Linked DNA regions of Rattus norvegicus: region 1 is linked to region 2. A link is a contact called in public Hi-C data. All regions are on one chromosome and are shown on one strand. The core of a region is the stretch at or near the end of the contact, and the rest is flanking DNA. Distances in the headings are between cores, read along the strand shown. Region 1 overlaps Mbnl1 (muscleblind-like splicing regulator 1). Region 2 holds the start of Aadac (arylacetamide deacetylase).

Evidence for each region. A called contact is a pair of places that touch in the nucleus more often than the background predicts.
Region 1: a contact with region 2 is called in a Hi-C map of liver, with 6 times the contacts expected there. The contact joins the enhancer-like site here to the promoter of Aadac in region 2.

The regions. Positions count from the first base shown.
Region 1 is chr2:146,830,019-146,836,268 of GRCr8, forward strand. The region is part of intron 1 of Mbnl1 (muscleblind-like splicing regulator 1); the gene reads left to right. Among named protein-coding and RNA genes, the nearest start is that of Mbnl1, 13 kb to the left of the region's middle. Within about 2 kb of position 4,408, at least 36 of the 93 cell types and tissues checked have an H3K27ac peak or open chromatin away from gene starts, as enhancers often do. A contact at or near this core is called in liver, where this site is marked.
Region 2 is chr2:146,311,244-146,317,073 of GRCr8, forward strand. It overlaps Aadac (arylacetamide deacetylase), which reads left to right and starts at 2,036. Exons shown (of 5, transcript NM_020538.1): 1 at 2,036-2,195. The coding sequence starts at 2,061.

The DNA of each region.
Region 1 (6,250 bases), core at 3,158-5,657, 520 kb after region 2:
GCCAAGCCCATGGGTACTCCAGGTACTCAGCAAAATTGCACATGCATGTACTCCTATATTTTAAACTAGCTCTAGATTCCTATGATAAGTAATACCATACAATATACACATTATTTTCTAAGCATCCTCAGTTCAGGCATAGTTTGGTCTACCAATGCAGAAACCATCAACATATCTACCGTATTTCTCCAGCAATAATATGCTACCACGGTATTTTCACTAAGAAGTGATACATGTAAGTATAACACATATCCTGACTTCATGGTTCATTCTCACATTGTTAGTATATGCTCGCTCATTATACCAGTGTGCCCTGTGATTGTCCCTGTGGCACAGCCGTGGCTTTAATGGATACTTTTACATTGAAGACTCACTCTGTAGGGGATCTATCACTTTGCTAACAAATGCCTCTTTCATGAGCTATTAGAACATATAGCAAGTAAACATTTTTAAGAGAAGGAGAATAGTGTTGTCTTTATCTTGATTTTGGTTTCCGAACAAGTGTTTTTCTTTAGCAAATACTGTTGAGTGCACTGACCATTTGTGGCCTGTCAGGATCATTTTTTGTAGATAGGGATGAGCAAGATGTTGTTTCTCAGTGCCGATTTTCAGTGTCACAATAGCAATACTGACAAATAACAATGGTACAAAGCAATGTGGGCACAGAAAAGGTTCTAGATAGTGTAAAATTTGCATAAATCTATTCAGAAAGACAAAACATTTTTAAGGAAACATGACTCATTTAATGAAAGACAAAGCCAATTTATAATTTGTTAAAATGATGTGACTAAGTATTTAAACTATTTCTTTTGAAGTCCTTCATAAATGAGCATGACCAATCACAGTATCATCTGGCTATGCGGAATTTAATCCAGTTGTTTCTCACTAAATTCTTTAAATTAGCTGTTAATCAACAGACTGAGCAGGCTTTATTATGTGTGGGTGTATGTGTGTGTCACACACATATACATACATATATGAATGTAATAATAGTTGATGAAAAAGGGGTCATGAATTTGAAGAACAAGGAGGGATATAGGGAGGGTTTGGAGGAAGGAAAGGGAAAGAAGAATTTGATATTATAATCTCAAAAAATATAAGAAATAACTAAAACAAAAATTCTTTGAGTATTGACCGACAAGTCTCAGAGCCTATAAGTTTTGTGTTAAGAGGAGAGGAAAAGCCTTAAGTGACAATTGAGCTGTTTTTAAGTTTATTAACCTAGGGTTCAGATATACAGAATTGGCTTTTTTTTTCCTACCATTTCTTTGTGTGTAGGAAACAGCATTTTTTTCCCTCCTTTTCTATCTGCTTTGGCAGGCTTGTTTCTGAGCTCTGGGACGGTGACAGTGCAAGTGTGCACTTCTGTAAGACCCCATTCGCCTCTCAAGTGTTTGCTCTTTGTTCTGAGGATCCAATCTGCGTTCTAGGTTGGAAAACCCAGCCCTCTATTTTATTGCTTATCATTGCTCAGTTTAAGTAGTAAATATTTGTTTCAGGACCACTGCACCAGAAGTTTATTGTAGGATTTTGACTGACGTTGGAAACATGGTTTCTGATTTTGTAAAGTGTGTGGCCTATTGTAAGTGAAATAATGAAGAAAAGCCAACCTCCTGCAGTTCTGCTCTCTCTCTCTCTCTCTTTTTTTTCTTTTTTCTTTTTTTCAGAGCTGGGGACTGAACCCAGGGCCTTGTGCTTGCTAGGCAAGTGCTCTACCACTGAGCTAAATCCCCAACCCCTGCAGTTCTGCTCTTAATGTACTCCTTTCTTGCCCTTGATATGGTCTAGATTAAGATAAAACACATACACACACTCACACACACACAAATTCAAGGCCTATTACAAGTTAATTATGGGGAGTTAATGAAGAGGTAAGTTGTGAAGAGGTTTTTAAAAAAGTTTTATGGATGTAAAACTAGCAGGAGATGGAATGGACATTTTAGTGCCTTGGCTTTGAAATGAGGGCTCTGTGAGATTGCCTACTCTGCCCTGTCATCTGCACCTTGCTTGTCCTCAGTCTAATACCTTTGCCCCAGCATTTGCCAAGACCAGCAAAATCCAATTTTAGACTCAAAACCATCACCCCGGCTTTCTTCCACTTCTATTAAATTTTAACCTATTTACTCATCATTTGTTACTGATATTAATGGACTCAAAAATATTTCCCTTTATTTATTAACAATTTCAAAGATAGCTGCATTTATATAGGTGTTTCTGACCTCACTTGTGACAGATACTCGTCCAGTAGCTGTGGTGGCTGGATTGCCTAGTGACCCATTTGAAGAAATGTCTTTAGCCCAATAAGGATGGAGCAAGTACCCTGATTGCCTGCTCAACTATATTATTGGGAATTAATTTAATTTCTCTCATCATAAAAGAGACATGTTTTTATCATTAAAATAATACAAAATCAAATACTTCTGCAATTCGTAGAGGTTTCTGAATGTTTTACTTCCTTCCCTATTTTCCTTCATGCCCATGTGTTTGAGGTGTGTACTCAGTTTTGTGTTACACCCACATGTCCATGTGTAGTCTACAAATGATGACAAAGTATCACAGGAACTAAAGATAAAATGGTACAGGATGAATGTGTCAAAGGGATTGGTTTTCCCACAAATGGGTTAGTTTATAGTCTTGTATTGAAATGTTAAGCCATTTTTTAAGTTTGTATTACTAATGAAAGTTTATGACAATATGACTATTTCTTCTCTATATAGAAGGAAATAGAAATATTCTAATATGTGCATGTATGTGTAACTACATAACTATGCTCTGATTGTGAAGGATTGACATCATAGTTGATCTCTCCTGTTACTCAGAGCCTTATTAAGATGCCTTAATGACTTAAATTCACTTGCATTTTCTTCCACTTACATTTAATTTTAACCAGTTTACTCATATTTTCATTATTGATATTAATGAACTCAAAGATTTCCCTTCATGTATCAACAATTTCAAAGATGACTGCATAGCTGTATCTACATTGGAAAAGATGCTTAGGTTTGGAAATTCCACACTGATGCAGTGTTTAGCAAGGGAATTAAACAGCGGTGTTCCTGTTTAAAGTATCAGAGGGAAGTGAAATAAATTAAGTATGCAGCTGTTGCTGTATTTACTGACATTGCCCCCCCCCCATATTCTTGATATTGTCCTGGACCTTGAATGCATTTTAGTCCATGTGGATAGTAAGTATATTGTAAAATACAGACATTTTTAAAATTTGAAAGTGACCATTATAGAAATACTGACACTTAGTAGGTACATTAAATGTTTCTAATGTCCCAGCAATTTCAAAATTATAATTTACAGGTGGAAATTAAAGTTTATTTAAATTGTGTGCTGATAAAAGATTTACTATGTGTGCCTAAAAGAATATATTTCTTTTCATGTAAAGAGAAATGAGATTTGTGCTTAGAATCGGTACCCCACAATTATCCAAGAGGAACGGCTTCATAAAACTACGCAGAAAGAGAAAATCCAGCTTTGAGTGGCAGCAACATCTCATGAGTTTAAAAGGTCAGGAGGGTGCAGAAGGTGCCAGCTTTGCCACTCAGTGTCATGCAGAACTTTATGACAGCCAGGCTGATACAGCTGAAAATATCTGCAGCCTTGGAAGCCTTGGAAGTTTCAGAAGGTCATTTTGGCATCAGAGTAGCAGTGCTGATTCACAAGGAAGGTCAAACTAGACAGCTGGGTGAAAACAGGTTACTGAACCCAGGGACTGTAGCCTACAGAGCAATTGCCAATTTCAGTAACTGGGTATTGTGTACTAATTGGTTATGACTCTCATTGAAATATTTATAGAGTAATGAGATTTACTTAACTTCTAAATACTCTTATCTTTTCAAAGTTTGCTATGCATCTCCAGTTTTATAAACAGGACAAAGGTTGCTTTAGTGTTATTTATATATGATGTACTTCATCAAAACCAAAACTTACTACAGGAAAGTGTGCATCAAACACAATTGTAAACGAACAACTGGTTAGAAGGGAAGCTATGAATAGTGCCATTGAAATGAAATCGAGCATTAAGTTTATCTCCACTCTACTGCAACTAAGGCAAGATTCTTAGGAAGTTCAGACAAGAATTCCACTTATTTATAAGATTGTTTTCCCCCTACCCTGCCTTGGGTTTTGATTTTAACCCTTAGATACTCAGTGAGATAGCTCTCTCTGCCCTTGGGTTAGATGTTGGAAAGGATAACTTCTCTGCAGTCAGGAAGCACACACTGACTTCTTCAGCTCAGACCCTTCCAGACTTGATCTCAGTCCAGAGAGCTGTAGCCAAGCCCACTGCATGTAGTGACTTCATAGAGGCCGGTCGGTGGACTCCATGGCCATGGCCGCCCAGGCCCGACTTTGTTGGCTACTCTTTGTCTTGTTGTCTTTTCCTTGCCAGATGAAACAGTCCTTGTTCCTGTACTAGTGCTGCCGCCCAGTGACAGAGCACCTGACTAGCACGTGCAGGATGTGGGTTCAGCCCCTGGCACTGACTCTCAAAAGCAAAACAACAGCCCTCCCCCGCCCCCAACCAAAACCATTCTTTCACATCAACCCTAGATCCCTTGTCCATTTCAAAGCCACCTCTGACCTCTTTAACTCCTTAGCCGGCTGTGTACTTCTAACCTTTTATAATTTAGACCTTAGTTTGTGTCCTTGACTGAGCAGCAGATCCCTTCAGGGCCAGATCTGTTGTCCCTGTGCGTCTCTAGGGCAATGGAAGACAAAGCAGTGCACATGACAATTCTATTCTCAGTTTTTTGTTTATTCATTCAACATGGTCACTGGGAGTTGAATGTGCTTTTTTGTTGTTTTGGGTTTTTTTTTTGGATTTTTTGTTTTATTTATTTTTTTAAGGGAAAAAAAAGAAACCTCTCTTCTAGTAAGAGAAAGAAGTCCGACCATGTGGCAAAGTTAGAGGAATATCTCTTGAGCTCCTGCGGGCTTTTTGCAAGGAGATATTTGGGACTTGAGAACCAGAGTTTTTAATTTTTGTGTTTGTTTTGACTTTCTGTTTTCACGTTATAGACCAATTTGCTGTTTATCATTTCTTTTTGTCAACAGGGAATTAGTGTGGTGTGGATTTAGAAAACATTAAGTATGCCTTTCAAACACTTACCGCTTCCTCCCTAGACTACTTTCCTATGGCTTTATCAGCTGTTAAAATTAATGTGAAATGGCTGATTTAAACTGTCCCATCTTCTTGACTGCTCTGTAAACTGTGTTTTGTGGCTCACTCAGATCAGCACTCCTGTATCTCCTGACTTCCCTGTGTTCCAAACAACGTTTTGCATTGTCCCTGCACACTTTCTCTGCTCACAGTGTTAAATTTCTCTGATGAGAGCAGGATGGGCGGTCAGGCTCCAGGTGTTGAGTGTTGAGTAACAATGTTATACTCAAAGAGTTCATTTCAGTGGTCCCCTGTCAGTCACCTGCTGGGTACCTAGAACTCTGTTCTGCTCAAAACGGAGTAAATGCTACAGTAGAGGAAGAATGAATGAATGTGGTGCTGTGGGAATATTCTTATTCTGTGTACCTGATGGGCATCTGGTTTCTGCTGTATGGCTAGAGAAGGTGAGCATCTCAACTGTGCAAAAGAGTTCCCTCCCTTCCTCTCTCCCTTCCTCCTTCCCTTTCTGACTCCCTCCCTCCTTGGCTCCCTCCTTCCCTCCTTCCCTGGCTCCCTCTCTCCCTCTTGCTGTAGTGGTGGGCTCTTCAAGTTACCTACGGCAATCACCACTCTCTTCTTGCTCTTTTGCCTTGCTATCACTGTCATTTCTGAGTTTAATATGAAATTGGCAGTGTGTTTTTAATAAAGTCTTGTACTGGAAAACACACGACCTGATTTCGAGTTCATGTTCTTCCATTTGGTTACCTAAGGAGAGTTCAGTGAATCAGTCACTTAGCTATGCACATGTCAGCTGCTTGTTCACAAGTAAGGAAGATAATGAATTTAGCTATCTTTTATATGCATGGAAAACAAGCGGCACATTTTGAAAATAAAAATACCAGTATCAAGTATTATTTGACATTATAGAACATGGTGTATTTTATTTTGATTAATAGAAGTAAAAAATTTATTATAAGAAGATCAAAGGATTCTTTAAAAAGAACCTAAGCATTTCTCTTATATGTATTCCTTTAATTATTTATGAGACAATCACATGGTAGGAAAATAGGACAAGTTCTGGCATTGCTATCAGACTATTGTTTTAATCTGTCCCATGTTGTCATTTAGATAGGCCTTTAA
Region 2 (5,830 bases), core at 786-3,285:
TGAGGGACAATATTAAAGGGTTGAAGAATTAGGAGGGTTGAGAACCAAATTGTAGGACTGATTTGACAGAATAACCATTCAGAAAAATAACACATTCTATCCTAGGCCTCTGACAGCCCAAGCCCCAGGCTTTTGACTATATGTTTAGCAGTACTTCAGATGAAATCTACTTCTATGGAGAAGACCTCAAATCTAACCAGAAATGGGTTAGTCACCCACAATACTTAAGACAATATTACACCAGTAAACACATCTCTTTCGGGAGATTGGCACTGAAGCAGATTCATCTCGGTGCTGCTTAAAACCACTGATAATGTTTCTCCTCCAGCTGACTCAGCATGACAAAAAAGGTAGCCAGTAGGAGGAAAATCTCCTGATCAATTTGATATTAAGTACTTTATGTTCTAAAGCTAAAATTCTGATGTTTTCAACAATATGGTCAGCCCAGAAGGGCAGACTGGAGATAGATCCTGGGACCAAAAACACATTTCCAACAGACAACAACATTGCCACAACTTTACCATAACTTAGTCTTTCCTGAACATTGCCAACATGTTTACTGAAAGAAGAAAGCCATCTTGAATTAAAAGAATAAAAGGAAAAATAAATCTGAGTCAATTATCAAAATAGAAGTGGGCAGATATGACAAGACAAAACAAAACAAACATTAGTGGTTTGAAAAAAAATAACAACTACTAGTTTTTCCAAATCAACAAATCATTTCTAACAATCCTCTCATACAAATAATTATATGAAATTCCTGATGCATAATTCTTTTAAATTAGGGGTTGGTTATAATACAGCTACAACACAACATTTCTTACTTTCCTCTTTTTACCTCCAGACACTTTTCTGCTCTTTCAAATTCATGGCTTCTTTTTTTTCTTCCCTTTGCCATCACTGATCTCTTTCACAAGACCATCTGCTCACTTAATACTGTGTCATATCATGTGAAGAAAAACACTCAGTGCATAACACAGATAGTCATGTACAGTAATTAGACAAAAGTAGACCAAGATTTCCACTCTGGTTTGCTTTCATAGAGCTCCAGGATAAAGCCTTCATGAAACATAGGATCCAATATAAAATATTAGCTTTAGAAATATATAATTATGTTTATTCTTTAAAAAGTAGTCTAGTAATATTCATCTTTCCACCCTGATATTGATATAAAGATTATTTAATGCAATATACTTATTGTGAAAGTTAAGTAATTGGTTGAATTTGGTGTGGGATATACTTGAAGCTCAATAAATCAGAATTTAATACTTGAGTCATTCAACACTTGAGTCATTCACTATCCAAACAAATGGGGATTAGTATAGACAAGTGATTTACTGCAGATTCACTGATAGTAGCTATAAACGTAACAGCCAAGGAAATGTTTTAAATTAGAACATCAGACTAAAAGGTGATAATTGTCATATTATTAGTGCAGTCAAATATAAAATGAAGAGAAAAAGTTTTTCAAGTTGAGATTGTACCGACTGGAATCAGCTGACCCATGACAAGAAAGGAAACATGATATAATTATACTATATTCTCAAAATAATGGAAATAATATAAACAGAACAGATTACTTCCTAAGCAGTGCCCTTGAACAGTCATTAAAAAATCCTGGAGTTTCTCAGCAGGGAGGAGAGCAAGGCATAGAGGGAATAAAGGGAAAATGGCTTCTTCTCAAAATCTCACATAGCTTTAAGAGTGCTGTTGACCTTCTATTAGTTTCTACTTGACACATTCACTGTCTTTCACATACGTCATAATACCCATTACATACAAGTAAGAGAGTCTGAATAATAATGCCTTTGTAAAGGATACATTTTCGTTGCAAACAGTTCAGCAAGTCTGTTGCTACTAGATAAGAAGTATCTTAGAGATAGAAATTCTGTTTTGAAATTCTTTGTGGACTTGGACTGCCTATGCATTAAGAGATTGTGCAGTGGAATTTGGACTGAACGAGTTAGGTAACACTTTACGACAGGTTAAATTTCAACATTCAAAGATTTAAAATCAGTTTTGCTTGCTAGGGTGCCAAAGTAGAAAGAGCAGAAGGAAACATGGGAAGAACTATTTTTCTTCTCATCTCTGTGGTGCTTGTAGCTTATTATATTTATATACCTCTCCCAGATGATATTGAAGAGCCTTGGAAAATAATATTGGGAAATACACTTCTAAAACTTGGAGGAGATTTGGTAAGTTTTGATTTTTAACTGACCTTATGAATGCTGAATAACTTAAAAAAAGAGAAAATAGGAACTGTAAAAGAAGTTTCTTAGCATGATCCTTCTTTAGATCCAATTCCAGTTATAGACAGAAACTGGGAAGAGGGAAAGGAGAAGGAAGAGTGGTAAAGGATAGAAAGAGAATGTGCGCTTTACAGTATTGCCAGATGGAGCTTTTCAGAAGATTCAACTTCAGGGAAAGAAGAATGGAATAGCATTCTGTTTAATTGTAGAAGTCTATGCAGTAGTTTTAGATTCATGCATGGAAATCCATGCATGCGGGACAGTTAGAAAGACTGGTTAAAAACAAAACAAAACAAGACAAAACCAAAACAAACAAAAAACAAGCAACACAGGAAACAAGACCCTGTAATTCCCAGTTGGAGTCACTATTGCACATATGGGCATTTTGTATAGGTTCCTCTTCACTCCATTGTATATTTCCATTGCTGTACAGAAACTTTTCATTTCTTGGAGGAGCCATTTGTCTGTTATTGTCTTAATATATGAAAAATGAAATTATATTTATAGAGTCCTTTCCTTTACATATAAATGTAGAGTATAACCTAATGTCTTTTCTAGAAGTTTCAGAGTTTGGGGCTTACTATTGCAGTTTTTTCATGAATTTTCATTTTACTCTTGTGCAGAGTGAAAGGTGACTGTGGGACTTAGTTATTTTACAAGTGGACATCCCATTCTGGCAGCACACGTGCCTGTCTCTTTTCTAGTACGTGACTTTGGCATCTTTGTGGTATATCAGTCAGCAATGAATATGTTTCATTATATCATAAATAAAATTTAAACCCTCCACATACATATCTAGGACCACAAGCTTTGATTGTATTATATAGGGAACAATTTAATATTACCTTATTCTTGTGCCTTTGCTAAGAGTATGATTATGATTTGTTTTGGCCTTTTACTGTTACGTTAGGTTTTTTTTTTTTTGCTTGTTTGCTTTAGTTTTCATTTTAGTGGTTTTTTGAGAGAGACGGAGAGAGACAGAGAGAGACAGAGAGAGACAGAGAGAGAGACAGAGAGAGACAGAGAGAGAGAGAGAGAGAGAGAGAGAGAGAGAGAGAGAGAGTTAGTTGGGTGGGAAAGGAGGTGGGGAAACATACCTAAAATATATTGTATGAAATTTTTTAAATGAAAAAATGCAGTATGATTACTAAAACTAAGGCATTCTGACTAACATGTTAAATTCTATAGGTGAAAAATATAAAAAGAATTTATGTCATGTTTTGATTGACAAAATTATAAAAAGCATGAAGTGTTTACATGACACAAACAGAAATATGGATTTGTAGATTAGTGAAAAAGAAGACCCAAAAGTATATTCATATTTAAAAAGCTATTTGATATTTGACAAGTTGCCAAATAAACACTAGAGAAAAGACAGCATCTTCAACAAATTATAGTGGAATTAAGTCAAACCTTTATCATACTTTATCAAAATCAACTTCAAAATGAAATTAGGTCAGTGTGAAACCTGAAATGCTAGAAGAAAATGTAGACAGTACCTTATAAAATATAGGTGTGGAAAAATTCTGAATAGAATATCCTTTATCCCGGAATTAAGATCACCCATTGAAAAATGGGACATCAGATAATCAAAAAGCTTCTGAACAGCAAAGAAAACTGTCAGTTGGATGAAGATGAATTTCTCTGAGGGAGAGAGTCTCTGCCAGCTATATATTTGGTAGAAGATTAATATCTAGAATATAAAATAACTCAAAATCAAAGAGTCAAGAAAAAATGACAAAATTAAAATTATTATAAAATTTAAAAATGAAATCTTTAAGGGACTTGTTTCCTCTTTAAGGGTTTCTACCTGTTTACCTGTGTTCTTGTATTTCTTTTAGTGAGTTATTTATATCCTTCTTAAAGGACTCTATTGTCTTCATGAGATAGGATTTTAACATCCTGGTTTTCATGTGTGTTGGGTATCTAAAGCTTGCTGTGGTGGGAGAATTGGGTTCTGAAGGTACCAATGTATATTGGCTTCTGTGACTTATGGTCTTTCACTTGCCTCTCACCCTCTGGTCATCTCTGGTGTTTCTTAGTCTGGGTTTCTCTCATTCACAATTGCTGGGATTGCAAACTGGTGCAAACATTATGAAGATCAGCTTGACAAATTCTCATAAAGCTAAAAGTAGATCTGCCCTAAGACTCATTTATCCTACTCAATGGCATGTGCCCAAAGGACTTAATTTCCTACTCTACAAATATCTGTTTGGCTATGTTCCTTGTTGCTCTAGACCCAATAGCTAGGGAGTGGAAACAACCAAAATGTCCCTCAACTGATGAACGGGTAAGGAAAGAGTGGTACAACTGCACCATGGAATATTATTCATCTCTGAAGAAAACTGAAATCATGGAACTAGAAGCTGCAGTTGAGATGAAATGTATAAGGGAAGAATACATTACAAAAGAAAATATACTGAGTGAGGTAGCTCATACCATGAAGACAATTATCACATGTTCTCTATGTGTGAATTATAGTTCTCAGTATTTAGATGTTAGTATGTAACCTAGAGCTACTGCAGAAACAGAGAAGTTAGAAGAGATCATGGGGGAAGAAGAGAAAGAGAGGGGATAGAAAGACACAACAGGAATGGGAAATCAGAATCTAAGGATTAACTGGAAACTGGGATTGGATTGAAGGATAATAAAGGGGAAGGAGAGGAAAGATAGACAACTCTATGAATGTTTGAAAAATATCACAGGGAAACCTTGTTTTATGTTAACTCAAAAAGTTTCACCTGAGAGTAAAAATCTTCCCACCAGCTACATCTAACAAAAATCCATTTGCAAAAGACTGCCATTGCCACTGGTAACTGTCAAAAAGTTGAAAGTAAGACCTTGTTACTGAAGACACCACACAAGAAACAAACTGGATCCTGAAAGCGTTCTCCTTGACAAGTAGCTCTCATATTAGCTGTGCTAGATATTGAGGGAATAAATCAATAAATAGTCCTACCCAGCTATGGCATCTAGAATGTACAAGAATAGCCAGCATTGCAAGATGTGCCCCACGGTGTAACAGTATCAATCACATCTTGAGGTAACCAACATTAATTTGATTGAATTTAAGGCTTCCTCAATAGGAGGGGAATTTTATCTGGTATTATAAAGACAGTCAAAGATTTATAGCTGTCACTGACTTTGAGGAAAACTAAACCAGTATAACTTCTTGTTGCTTTCTAAATACGTATACTGTTATGAAAAACACATGTGCAGAAATCATAACAAAAAGTCACAATTAATAAAATTATAAAAAAAGAAAGAAAAAAATCCCTGACCAACAGATTCATCTACAACCCCTATACCTAAGGATCAGGGATGTGATACACAAAGGGAGAGAAAAAGTTTAAGAGCCAGAGGACCGAGATGTCTGAGGTGACAGGTGACATAGTTTCTTGTGTGTGTGTGTGTGTGTGTGTGTGTGTGTGTGTGTGTGTGTGTGTGTGTGTGTGTGTATGTGTGAGAAACAGCACCCAAGAAGTATCAGAAATTGGTGACCTAAGGAAGACAAGGACACTAGCAATTCAGGCTGACTTTCCAATGTGAATATCAGAAATTTTATAAGATCCGATCTGTAG